Regions from separate parts of the Rattus norvegicus genome. Here region 1 is linked to region 2. Evidence: chromatin contacts called from public Hi-C data. All regions are on one chromosome and are shown on one strand. The core of a region is the stretch at or near the end of the contact, and the rest is flanking DNA. Distances in the headings are between cores, read along the strand shown. Region 1 overlaps Sox5 (SRY-box transcription factor 5). Region 2 has its middle 450 kb from the start of Sox5.

Evidence for each region. A called contact is a pair of places that touch in the nucleus more often than the background predicts.
Region 1: a contact with region 2 is called in a Hi-C map of liver, with 2.7 times the contacts expected there. The contact joins two enhancer-like sites. A contact is called at or near these places in 2 of 12 Hi-C or Micro-C datasets (kidney and liver).

The regions. Positions count from the first base shown.
Region 1 is chr4:178,542,597-178,548,526 of GRCr8, reverse strand. Sox5 (SRY-box transcription factor 5) reads left to right here. Exons shown (of 15, transcript NM_001271267.2): 11 at 4,893-5,038. Among named protein-coding and RNA genes, the nearest start is that of Sox5, 340 kb to the left of the region's middle. Within about 2 kb of position 2,441, at least 3 of the 93 cell types and tissues checked have an H3K27ac peak or open chromatin away from gene starts, as enhancers often do. A contact at or near this core is called in liver, where this site is marked.
Region 2 is chr4:178,441,693-178,447,916 of GRCr8, reverse strand. No RefSeq gene overlaps it. Among named protein-coding and RNA genes, the nearest start is that of Sox5, 450 kb to the left of the region's middle. Within about 2 kb of position 3,351, at least 3 of the 93 cell types and tissues checked have an H3K27ac peak or open chromatin away from gene starts, as enhancers often do. A contact at or near this core is called in liver, where this site is marked.

The DNA.
Region 1 (5,930 bases), core at 1,192-3,691, 100 kb before region 2:
TAAGGTAGATGGCATCAGAGGAATAGCCATTGAAATAGAGCTATGGCTTCCACCAACATGTCTACCCTAGTATACCCTTACACACACACACACACACACACGCACGCACGCACATGCACACGCACACATGCACACACATGTATACATACTTGAATACAGAGGAAAGGAACAGAAACAGAGGGACAGAGATACAGACAGAGAGAAGGAAGAAAATAGAGGGAGGGAGGAGATTTTCAGGGTGTTTCTGGCAGTGAAGGTAAAACACTAGTTACCTCCTCTGAAATGTTAGCTAGAGGTCACACTGCTGTTAGCCCTCAAGTTTTCCTCCTAGGGGTCTGTTAAACGTCTATACATGTATAATCTCCTCAGACCCCAACTGTAGATGTAACCACTGCCTAAGTGTATGAACAACGATAGTAGAAAACAGAAAACAAAAGGAACAAACAACAACAGATTATCACTCATCAACCGGCCAATTGTAGTGTGTCCCTTTGAGCTGTAGCAGACAGCCTTGGGTTGAACTGAACTTCTGTTTGCTTATTCATTTGCTTAGCAGTGGGGTTCACACCCAGGGCCTGTATGTGTGCCAGGTGAGCCCTCTCCTCCAGAGTCACATCCCATAGCCTCCACATAAGACTCCGTACCAACCGTGAAACACCAGTTCCCCACAGCTCTCACTGTCATGAACAAAGTCCTACCCTGAGAGTGCCAAGAGGGAGAGGAGAGGGCAACAGAACGGGGCAGAAATGAAGTCAGGACATTACCGGGATGAAGTACCTCCTCACAGGCCAAGTGGCTGTGCCTCACAGACACGTGTCTTCACTTAGCAGACATCCACGCTGGCAGACATTTTATAGCCGAGAAGAGCAGAAGCTAGAGTGATTGTTACAACTTGTCAGCCGTCACACTTCCCACCACAAACAGAAACCTGGATCTCTCCGAATCCAGCCTGCCCATCCCACTTGCTTCTCCCGGCCATTTTGTAAACAAGGTGACAGGGAATGCTGTCGTGGGACATTTATTATGTCTGGAGACCATATTCTCTCAGTTGCTCTTGACAAGGTTTGCTAATGCTGTGCCACTCGCATTAAAGCAGTGAAGCAACTGAGAGAAAAGTGAGACAACCCAGTGGACTGCGGACTGACCCGGCTGAAGTTTTGCTTCGGGCTTGTCTAGTGTAGATCACATTTTTCCCCTTTTGATTAGGAAGTTGAACCAAAATGTAAGGAGCAGGTAAGGAAAGATCCCAGGACAAAAACACAGAAGGGAGGGGAAACCATGAACAAATGAAGACCTTATATCCCAACACATAGATGGTGGGGGGGAGCATCACACTGTCAGGATACCCTGGGGGGTCATTCTGCAGGAAAGAGAAATGTTTTGAAATTCAGCAAGTCAGGGGCCTCAGCCCTGGGAAGCAGCAGAGCAGTGTCAGCTCCAGCCAGAGAGACAAGAGGATGGGAGAGAGTCCATACCTGGAGCCTCTTTGAGGAACTTGACTTAGAAAGGGGAGGAGAGGGAGTTTTAAAAGTAAAGTTTGAGGAAAAACTTGATTTGTTTGTTTGGGGGGAGGAGGTAACCTCACACTGAAGGCTGAGCTAAGTGTGGAGATGGTTTAGATCTAGGAAGCATAAATGAGGAGCAAGAAAAACCGAGGACTTTGGTCTAGGACATTCTTGATAACGGGAAGGAAAGAAGGCCATCGTTATCAGTGAAACAGGAGACAGAAATGAAGTCAGGAAATAGTAAGAGTAAGGTATGGAGGTCGTATGTTGTATAATTCACAGTTAAGCTTACACACACACACACACACACACACACACACACACACACACACACACACATGAAATTTCCAACCATTCTTTCTAGAATACGAGACAAGGCAATGCAAGGACACGGGTGGATAAGGGGAGCCAGCAGGGGAAGAGAGGCATTAGCTGAACATGCAAAGATGACATAGGATTGACACAGAGAACCAACCCTTGCCATGGTGGAGCTCTGTGACATATGGCAGCAGACAGACACCGATCTTAGAATCCAACACTGTGTTACCACTGAAACACGGGCGTCTCTAAAAGCAATGTTTATTTCTGAGCCAGCACCTATTGGAACCTGATCTGACCCTCCCCACAGCCCAAGTGGCCCCTGCCACACTCAGGTTCAGTCCCCCACCTCCGCCACGACTTACATTCTCCGTCTATCCATATTAACTGTTTTCCTACACAGTGCTATCTTGGCAGTCTGCAAAAAAGCTTAAAAGAATTCATACTTTTATTCAACACCATGTGCTAAACCGTTTCACATACATTTGTGTTCTGGGGAGGCCAAACAGATCTTAGTGAGACTAAATAGAGAATACAAACCACAAGTCGCCAGGTTGAGTAGAGATGGGTCAGGGGTCAGGACAAGCAGGCTGGTCTTCTGAGGACAGAGTAAACAAGTGCAAACGCTTATCACAGCAGGGCCGGATTTCTACCCAGAGGGCAGCAGGTCAGGATGCCCTGGGGTATAAAGCATCGAGGGGATTGTTCTGGGTGCTAAGGAGAGTGTTGTTGAAAGCAGGTCTAGCCTAGGCAACAGACAGGCACCCCAGGCAGTCCTCGGTGTGAACGTCCTGTGCATTTGAAGCATCAGTTTGTTCTTTGGATCAATTCCAGTGACTATTTCTAAAAGGCACAGTAATCGCTCTCAAGGTCCCTCCCCCTGGTACGACCTCATCTGGAACACACTTATGGACCCAAGAAGATGGCGGGACCAGGATTAGCCTGCGACAAGGAAAGCTGGGACCACAGAGGGACCACACTCGCCAGTTCCTCACCAGGACACTGCTCTGCGGGTCTCCCTTCAGTACTCTCAGTAGAATTTTTAAGCAGCAAGAAAATATCTGATGAGTTTCTGGCAATCAGCAGGTCAGACAGAAGAGCTATGCAATGAGGGTGTGTAATCTGACATGATTAGACAAGGCCCTTTAGTACCAGAACATTCATAATGACACAAAGAAAGAGTATTAATAACACTTTCATAGCAAGGCAGCTAGCCATTTTATATTTCCTTTCTTTAATCTTAGTGTTTTTCAACAAATCGTGGGATTTAATAGCGTGTTTTGGCAGATTAGAGGATTTATGGCCCAGATGTTTTTTGTTCTAAAAATGGATTAGGGTGTAAAGTTTGCTGGAATTCGTGGAACATGTTGAGGCAAGCCGGTCATTTTATGTGTGATTAGTGCCTGCCTTCTGTCTCACAGTCCCTCCATCTGTCACAGCTCACCAATGGATCTGGTTAGATTTAGCCTCATGTCACAAACAAGTCCCTTTTCTGGGCAATTTCATATTACAGATCCATCTTGGGCCATTTTATGCCCCAGTTAAAAAAATAGGGAGTGAGCAAGAGGGTATTAGCCACCCTTTAAACAGTTGCAAAACGCACTGGGCTTTTTCTCCCCTCAGTTCTCTTCCTCCCTAAAATAATGTTCTGCACAGTAATGCAGAGCAAATACGTGAGTGACCCGCAGTTCTGTGGAGATCCACCCAACATCACCTCAGCTCCCTCCTCCCTCACTGTCCTCATGACTGTGATGGCAGAGACCTTGACGACGCCCGGGCCAGGGAGCCTTGGACCCAAGCTGGCCATCGAGACTGAGTTAACACTACCCATGATGTCTCACGGATTGCAGCTCCTTGGTCAGCTCCTTGGTCATATTCTGTGCCTGAAGTCCCCTCGTGCTCAGGAGTTTGGATGCAACCTGTAGATCATGTCCACATGGATTTACGGGAGAGGTAGGCTTCTTCCAGTCGGCTAATAGTGGCTAATTCCATCTGAACAGGCCTGACTGTACCAGCCACACACTCGGACCTGAATTTTCTGATACTCTGAGAGGCCTGGGAGTCGCGGTTGCTACTGCCAGCACGCAGGTCTCAGAGGACAATGGACTGGACCTCTGCATTTCTAACTTTTAAACTTTGGAATGCTCTAGTCTTGGGGGCTGGGAAGATGGCTCAGTGATTAAAAGCACAGACTATTCTTACAGAGGAACCAAGTGTGGTTCCCAACAGCCATGTTACATGGTTCCCAGCTGCCTGCGACTGCAGTTGCAGGAAATCCAAGGACCTCTCCCAGCCTATGTGGATGCTGCACTCAGATATAGATATAGATATAGATATAGATATAGATATAGATATGGATATGGATATGGATATGGATATGGATATGGATATAGATGATATAGATAGATAGATAGATAGATAGATAGATAGAAGAGATAGATAGATAGAAGAGATAGATAGATAGATAGATAGATAGATAGATAGATAGATAGATAGGTAGATAGATAATAGGTAGATAGGTAGATAGATAGATAATAGGTAGATAGGTAGATAGATAGATTGATAGATAGGTAGATAGATAGATAGATAGATTGATAGATAGGTAGAAGAGATAGATAGATAATAGGTAGATAGGTAGATAGAAGAGATAGATTGATAGATAGATACAGTTAGAGATGTACATACACATACTATGCATGCACGCATAATTCAAATCAAATTCAATCTTCAAAACATATTCAGGCATTGACTTAAAATCCTAGATAAAATTTTATTTTAAGTTTGTGAGCATTTAGCAGCAACCAGACACAGTGTGAGCGTGTCCTTTCCCTGTGGGTGCTTTGCTGTGCCTTCACATACGACCGGGTGAACCAGTCATCGCCGATCGAATGCTTGCTCATTCACTTATTCTACATGAGTTCCGTGAAGACATCAGGAACCCTCAGGTCCTCGTGGCCATCGCCCCCCTACCCCACCCCGAGACACACACCCACACAAGTAACAGCCCTGCCGAAAGCGGACTTCTCCCTCTCCCGAGCACTTGGTACATGTACTGTGTCTCATTCCCAGGTTATTTAAATGACCACGATGCTGTCACCAAGGCAATCCAAGAAGCCCGCCAGATGAAGGAACAGCTGAGGCGGGAGCAGCAAGCGCTGGATGGGAAGGTGGCCGTAGTGAACAGCATAGGTATCAGCAACTGCCGGACAGAAAAGGTCAGTGGGGACAGTGGCTTGCTCTCTCAGAGCGGCTGTGGGCACCAGGATGCCTTCCTTTCTCCCATCTTTTCCTCCTACTGTCCTCAGAATGGCGGGCCCCTCGTCGTCCCCTCCCCCACCAACAGGGAGCTCCCAGGGGGCCCATCCGAGCATTAGAACACCATGCGTCCCCGAACCTTACCGCGGATGAACATAGCCGTTTTTCCTGCCAGGGTGTATCAAAGCGAAGTGGCATTTGAAATGCTGCCTGTGAGGGAAAGTTTTGCCTTCCAGAGATGCTTAACTCATACTTGGGGATCAGCTGGATTTGAAAAACACGGAATCTTCTTTAGTCGGCCTAAGCTTGGATGATACCCGGGCTCCTAAGCCTGTCATAATGTTGCCACTGTCAAGTGTTAGGGGCTGCAAACTCGGAAAGTTTGACTCCATCGTGACACAAAATAGGCTTTGACCTTCTGTGTTCTACCCAAAGCCAACAGAGCTTCTGGATTAGCCAGAGACGCGATGGCTTCTTGCCTTTAGATTTGCATGTGAGCTTTGTTTTGCTTAGGAAAGAAAAAATATATGTGGCTGTAGCGTCCTCGGAGTGGTGGGCTTCTTTAGTAGTATCAGGATGAAAATGTTGAGTGGTGACTGGATTCTCATCATCCTACCGATTGCTGCAGGTGAGGGGTGGGGGTTGCGGTCAGACATTTATCAACGGTTTACATGTCTGTCCTCCTGAGGCACACAGAAGTCCCACAGAAACTTCCCCGGAGGAGCAGCTTACTCCTGAGGATAGTTCTCTGGGTTGCCATGTTTTAAATGGAACTAGGTGGGAATGCCTCCTGAGGACAGTGCAAGGGGAACTTGGGCCATGACCCTTGCCAACTGTTGCAGCCCCCAGGGC
Region 2 (6,224 bases), core at 2,102-4,601:
CTACTGTATAGACAAATTCAGAAATCAATATCATCAGCCTCTCAAGCTGTAGATGAACGATTCTTAACAGAAAATTCTGGGTCTAATCAACCACCCACAGACTGATTAAAAATACATTCACATCTTGTAACTTACACCATATTTTGATCGGAGTATCTGCAGATGAGAGTCAAAATGAATGACAGGCTAGGTAAAGACTAGCTAGGAAAATGCGTCTCATTTCAGCCACCGAAGAAAGACCAGCGTGGAGATTGAGGTAGAACGGTTGCAATAAACACAGCAGGCAAGCTCGCACTTGGAGCTGCGTGGGAAGCTGTGAGGTCATTTTTAAAGGTCTTATACACTAAATACTGTAAATCTAGACGGACTTCGACAAGCACGCACTGAAGCCTACCAGAGTTTGTAAAAGCTGATCATGCAATAGCCGAGATTTCTCCACTGGGAAATGGTGCTTTAAACTTTCTCGCTGCTGCTAACGGCTGTCAAAATGTGAGGGAAGGTGAAAGAGGGAACACTAAAAAGTTCGCCATTGCAAACTTAAAAACCAAACCTGAATGATTGCGAAGTCGTGATGCCTTCTGTTCCCCTCTGCAGCTCAGCGCCCTCGTCTGCACTACAGTTTCTGAGTTTGTCTGATCTAGCTTCTACACTACGGCTGGTGAGAAAAAGTATTTGATTCTTGCAAGCAATTTCTGTGTGAAAGATGGTTTGTCCGTTAGTTAGGTCCAAACAAGCGCTGGCGCTCTGGAATTTTATCCAGCGTGCTCGAAGAACTGGCAAGAAGATCCGTCAGTTTTATATTTCTACTCCACGCAGGAGAAAAAGATCTCTGCTTCCCAGGGAAGAGGTATAGAGACGCTGTTCGTCATAATTAGGACCATGTAACTACAAATGTGAGGCATAAACATATTTAGTGCAAAATGTAAATATTGCAACAAAGTGGGTTGGGCACCTGGGTCTCATCTGGATTTCTCCAGAATCAGTTATAGTACACAGGTAAACACAGGTGTGGGTCTTTCCAAACCTGCAGTATGCTATTCTAAAATTACACGGGAATTCGTCTTGTAGTGACCGTCTTAATTAACAGCCACACTCTCTTCCAAAAAACTGACTAAAATGCAGTAACTCCTGGCAGGAGACATGGAAGTTTATATATACACACACATATGCACACATGTATGTCAAATTAAAGCGTATACCAGAGGAGGAAGCCCCTCTTAAATATGAGCGGAGAGGAGATATAATGTCAGGCATGGTTGGACATAGAAAGGAAGTAAGTTTTATGCAACGGTAAAGGGAACCATGAAAAGTAGAGGTGTGGGGACTCCTCGGGTGGGCCAATCTATTCAGGAGCAGTGGTTGTCTGAAATTAATAGCTGTGTCTGTAACCGGGGGCCAGGTCGTGTTCTCAGGGACCTAAGAGCATCGTCCATGGTTTGCTGACTTGTAAGGCTCTTAGCATACATACAGGTTCCAGGCGAGTTTCACACTCACCACTTACATGTAAGAATGCTTAAAGAGAGAATAACTCTACCCGGGACCCACAGTGGCCACATTGGCTGTGACTCGTATCAGAGTCTTAGTGCTCATTAGAGAAGCTTCTATTTGCAGTAGATGGTTAATAACACAGGGACCCACAACTGGACACCGTGCAGAAACAAGAGACTTTGGAGCACGCGGCTCTAAATGGCACGTCTTCACCAATCCCCTCCTGCAGAGGAGGAGGTTGGAAGGTTGGAAGAGTCAGGGGTGGTGGAGGACTGTAAGGAAACTGCATCTTCCAGACCGGACAGGGCTGCACAGCATAGAAGATCTGCGACCTGCAGAGGTTCAAACCAGACAGAAATCCCAGCCCCGAGAAGGAGAACCTGGCGAAGGGAAAATCCATTTTCTCCAGTGAAGTGTCACTGGGGGTAGCAACCATGCTCCAGGGTACGCTCCATGTGCAGGAGCAGCTGGCCAACACAAAACAGACCCCAGTGTGCGAGTGTGTGAGTGTGTGAGTGTGTGAGTGTTTGTGTGTGTGTGTGTGAGAGAGAGAATGTGTGTGCGTGTGTGCGTGAATATGTGTGAGAATGTGTGTGCATGTGTATGTGAGTGTACAAGTGTGTGAGTGTGTATGTGTGCATGAGTGTGTGTGTTTGTGTGAGTGTTTGTGTGTGTATGTGAGTGTGAAAATGTGTGCATGTGTGAATGAATGTGTGAGTGTGAGTGTGAGAATGTGTGCATGTGTATGTGAGTGTAAAAGTGTGTGAGTGTGTGAGTGTGTGTGCATGAGTGTGTGTGTTTGTGTGAGTGTGAGACTGTGTGTGCATGTGTATGTGAGTGTGTGTGTGAGTATGCGAGTGTGTGTGTGAATGTGCGAGTTTGTGTGAGTGTGGGAGTGTGTGAGTGTGAGTGTGCAAGTATGTGTGAGTGTGTCTGCATGAGTGTGTGTGTGTGTGTAAATAGGCATACATACAAAATATTTTCTGATAATACCGTAATAAAAACTCTATTTAAGAACAGTTCTTTCATATACATATAATCGTCCAGAAAACACGACTGCAAATTAATGAGCTGTTTGTATCATTTATACATAAGTATTAGGTCTTGGCTGAAAGACTCTTCAGGATGCGTGACATCCTCAGCCTTTGTAAGGGCTGCTTGGCAGTTGGATTTTCACAGTCATCAGGGGTGAGGCTATCGCTCTGTATTAAACACTTACCACAAAGATGGCAGCAATGTGCTCAAGTGCATTTCGGAAGTTGTTGGAAATCCTATCAGGACTCCAAGACAAAATTTATTTTGTGATGCATTGTGAAATAACTTAAGCCAGCAAATCGGACCATGATTTCAAAAAATGTGACACGATCCAGAGATACAGTAACTTCACAGGAGCCGAGGAAAGGTGGAGATGCTGAGAGCTTTTGCTTTTCATAATCAGACCGTTACACTTGTATCGGAGCCTAAAACTTCATATGTTCTGCAATTCACAGCACACTAGAGACTTGCCTCTGAGCCAAGGTGTCTCAGAAGAGTTCATCAGTGCTGCCCAGCAGGGGAGCATGCACAGTGCAAAGTTCACGATTGTGTACTCAGAATCCGGGCTTCAGTGAGGTCATTGATGCCACAGGTGACCCCTACCAGAAACACTCAGAATCACAATGCATCAGAATTCTGAACTAAATTCTGGCTGTCACACATTCAGAAAATTTGAATAGTTGGCAACTTCTTCAGGACATCCACATTTATTACATGACTCCCTATGGCCCCTGTGGCCTATAGTTTTAAAAGCTATGCTCTAGGAAAGTCCAGGGTAGGTTAATATTTAACGCTAACCACTGCAGATAAAGGCGAAATGTAAACTCGAGCATGGTTTTGAAATTCTCCAGAAAATACTGAGAGGTTACAGCAGAAACACAAACAACATTTTGTGCCTACATGCCTCTTGCAGGAACGGCTACCACTTATACAAACGCTCCGAGGATCCCAGTAGAGAAACAGAAAGAACACAGTCATTCTGCGAGCGTGCCCAGTGTAGACAGCACTTAGCACTGAGCCCCCAGCTTCCAAAACAGTTGAGCAAGTTTTGTCTGTCTTTCATGATTAGGCACAAGCCCTAGAAATTTTAATGGTCTAGGTTTTCTGTTCCCTTCAGCAGGTGTTGGTCTTAGGAAGATCGCTGCTCTAAGAATGTGCTGTGTATTTATTTACAAACAGGCATCTAAGGACTATGAGTTTCACAGTAAAATATCCTCACAGTACCATGCTGCCTTAGACATACCCAGGTATGTCTCTGCAGCATTCACTCCCTCCTGAGATCTGTTACTTTAACTGATAGCCAGTCAAATTCTACTTTCTCCTACAGCATTGGAAAGATGTTTCCATACAGTCAGACCTTATAGCAACAAATTACCCAATATTTCCTGTGTTGTTACTCAACTGAAGCCATGCTGTCTGTCTTTTAGTCAGATTTGGGAGACCCTCCTCATTGAAGAAGTACAACCCAAGCCTTAAACGATATCCTTTGTGCTGGTTTGGTTTAGTTGTCTGTGAAGAGGAAACTAAGTCGAGAAAACGCCTTCATAGATTGGCACATAGGCAAGTAAGTATTGGGGCATTTTTCAGAATAATGATTGATATGGAAGGATGCAGGGCACTATGGGTAATGCCCCTCCTGAGAAGGTGGTTCTGGGTTTCTAAGAAAGCAAGCTGAAAGTATCAAGCCATTAACCAATGTTTACTCATGGCTTCTGATTCAGTTTCTGCCTCCCAGTTGTGTTTTGAACTCTTAGCTTCCCTCAATGGACTGTGACCAGGATATGTAAATCAAATAAACCCCTTCCTCCACAATCTGCTGTTGGTCGTGGCAATAGAAACCTCAACTCTTTTCTGCTTTAGTCATCAGCCTTTTTGTCATAGACCCAGCTGTCATCCTTGCCCCGACAAAAGTCAACTTATAGAGGTATTTATTTTGGCCTGAATCTCCATGTTAGCAATCCAGCATCAAAGGAAAGTTAAGGCAGGAACTTTATAAACTAGTCATGTCTATAGTGAAGAACAGAGAGAGAGTGGATGCACTCATGCCAACTGCTCAGCTCACTTTGTCCACTCTAGCACATTTCGGGAACCAAGCATAAGGAATGAGGCCTCCCTTAGTATACTGAGTCTTCCAAAGCAATTAAAATAATGAAGAAAATCCTCCACAGGCACACCCAGGTGCCAATGTTATCTAGGCAATGCCTTATTGGGACTCTTGTCTCAAATTACCGTTTAGTATGTCAGGTTGACTGTCCTCCAGAGGACCATGGATTTGTATGCGGATTGGTAGTGATCTCCAAGCCAGGTGTTGCTATGCTTTTCTTTATAAACCATTTTTCCAGGTTTAAAAAAAAATCAGCGTGTCCACCACCCACTTACTTCATGAAATGCATCTAGCTGAATTAGAATCTCTTAGCCGCCTGGTTTCTGGAATTTCCGTATTTTAAGCAAATTAATGCTCTGCTCCAGCAAAGCCTTTATACCCTGATGCCTTATGTGACCTCAATGAACTCCTCCAGCTTCTGTTAGTGTTCTAGGCACAGCATAAAGATGTTCTCATGGACTAGACCCCCTCCTCCCTGACTCAAGCTGGTCAACATAGTTGGGCCTTCAAGGTGTGGCCACCCGTCCTCCTACCAGAGAGGAGACAGCTTGAGAGCAATGGGAGTGTTCACGTGAGATACAAAGCTTTGTATTCTAGTCATCTCTATGTTGTTGAAGTGTCCTGTACCCTTTGGGAGAAAAAACATCTTTCAATTGTCACCTGATTTGATTCTATAAAGTTCAAATTGTGCAGGGAATTACTTTATAATCTCATAGAAATTATGGCAGTGATTCACCAAGCAAGGTTTATATCTGTGTGAATGCCAAGTTTGAGATGATACCTTAAATAAATTTTTGTAAATTAAATATTTGCCTTTCAAATTACAGCCCCACCCTGACCATCAAGGACTCTGTTTTCAAAAGAATGCCTTGATGTTATTCGAAACTCTCATTTTTTTTTGTCTTCCTTAAGTATGTCAAAGTTTGTTTAGGAACCGATAAGACTCGGGATCCCCATGGACTATAATCAAAACACAAAACACTTGCAGTAGGTTGGGTCTGAAACCTGCTGTTCCCCTTCCCAGTTCTTCCTATTCAGTTCAAATGTTCAACTGTTTAGCAGGCTCAGATAACTTAATCAGTGAAGCGCTTATTTTTGGCATTCTCACATTCCAAATTAAAATTACATTATATTTTTTTTGGGATAACCCCCCACCAGTACCATCTGTGAATTGAATGGTGTCATTACATCCAAGTACTGCAATTAGAACAATGGGGTAAAATTAATGCCAATGTTAAATACAGATGTGCCAAATATGATGGGTAGTTGATACACAATTCAAATTGACAGCCACGTGCGATGTGGAAAGTATCCAGGCATAACCCCAGATCCAGTTGGCCAATGGATGTCATGATTGCTTCACAGAGAACATATTTAAAAGAGCTTCATTTGGCAATAAGAAAAAGTTAGTCTGAAAAGACCATGGTCTATCCTAGGTTACTCACGCAAAGCTCTCATTATCCTGGAATAAAAATGGGTCCAAAGAAGATAATACAAAGGAAGTGAGGCATTCCATAGCCCCCCAACCAAAGCCAAACCTTCCTTCTGTTGAGGGATACACTTAATATAGACATAACATGGTGGGCCACATGATATT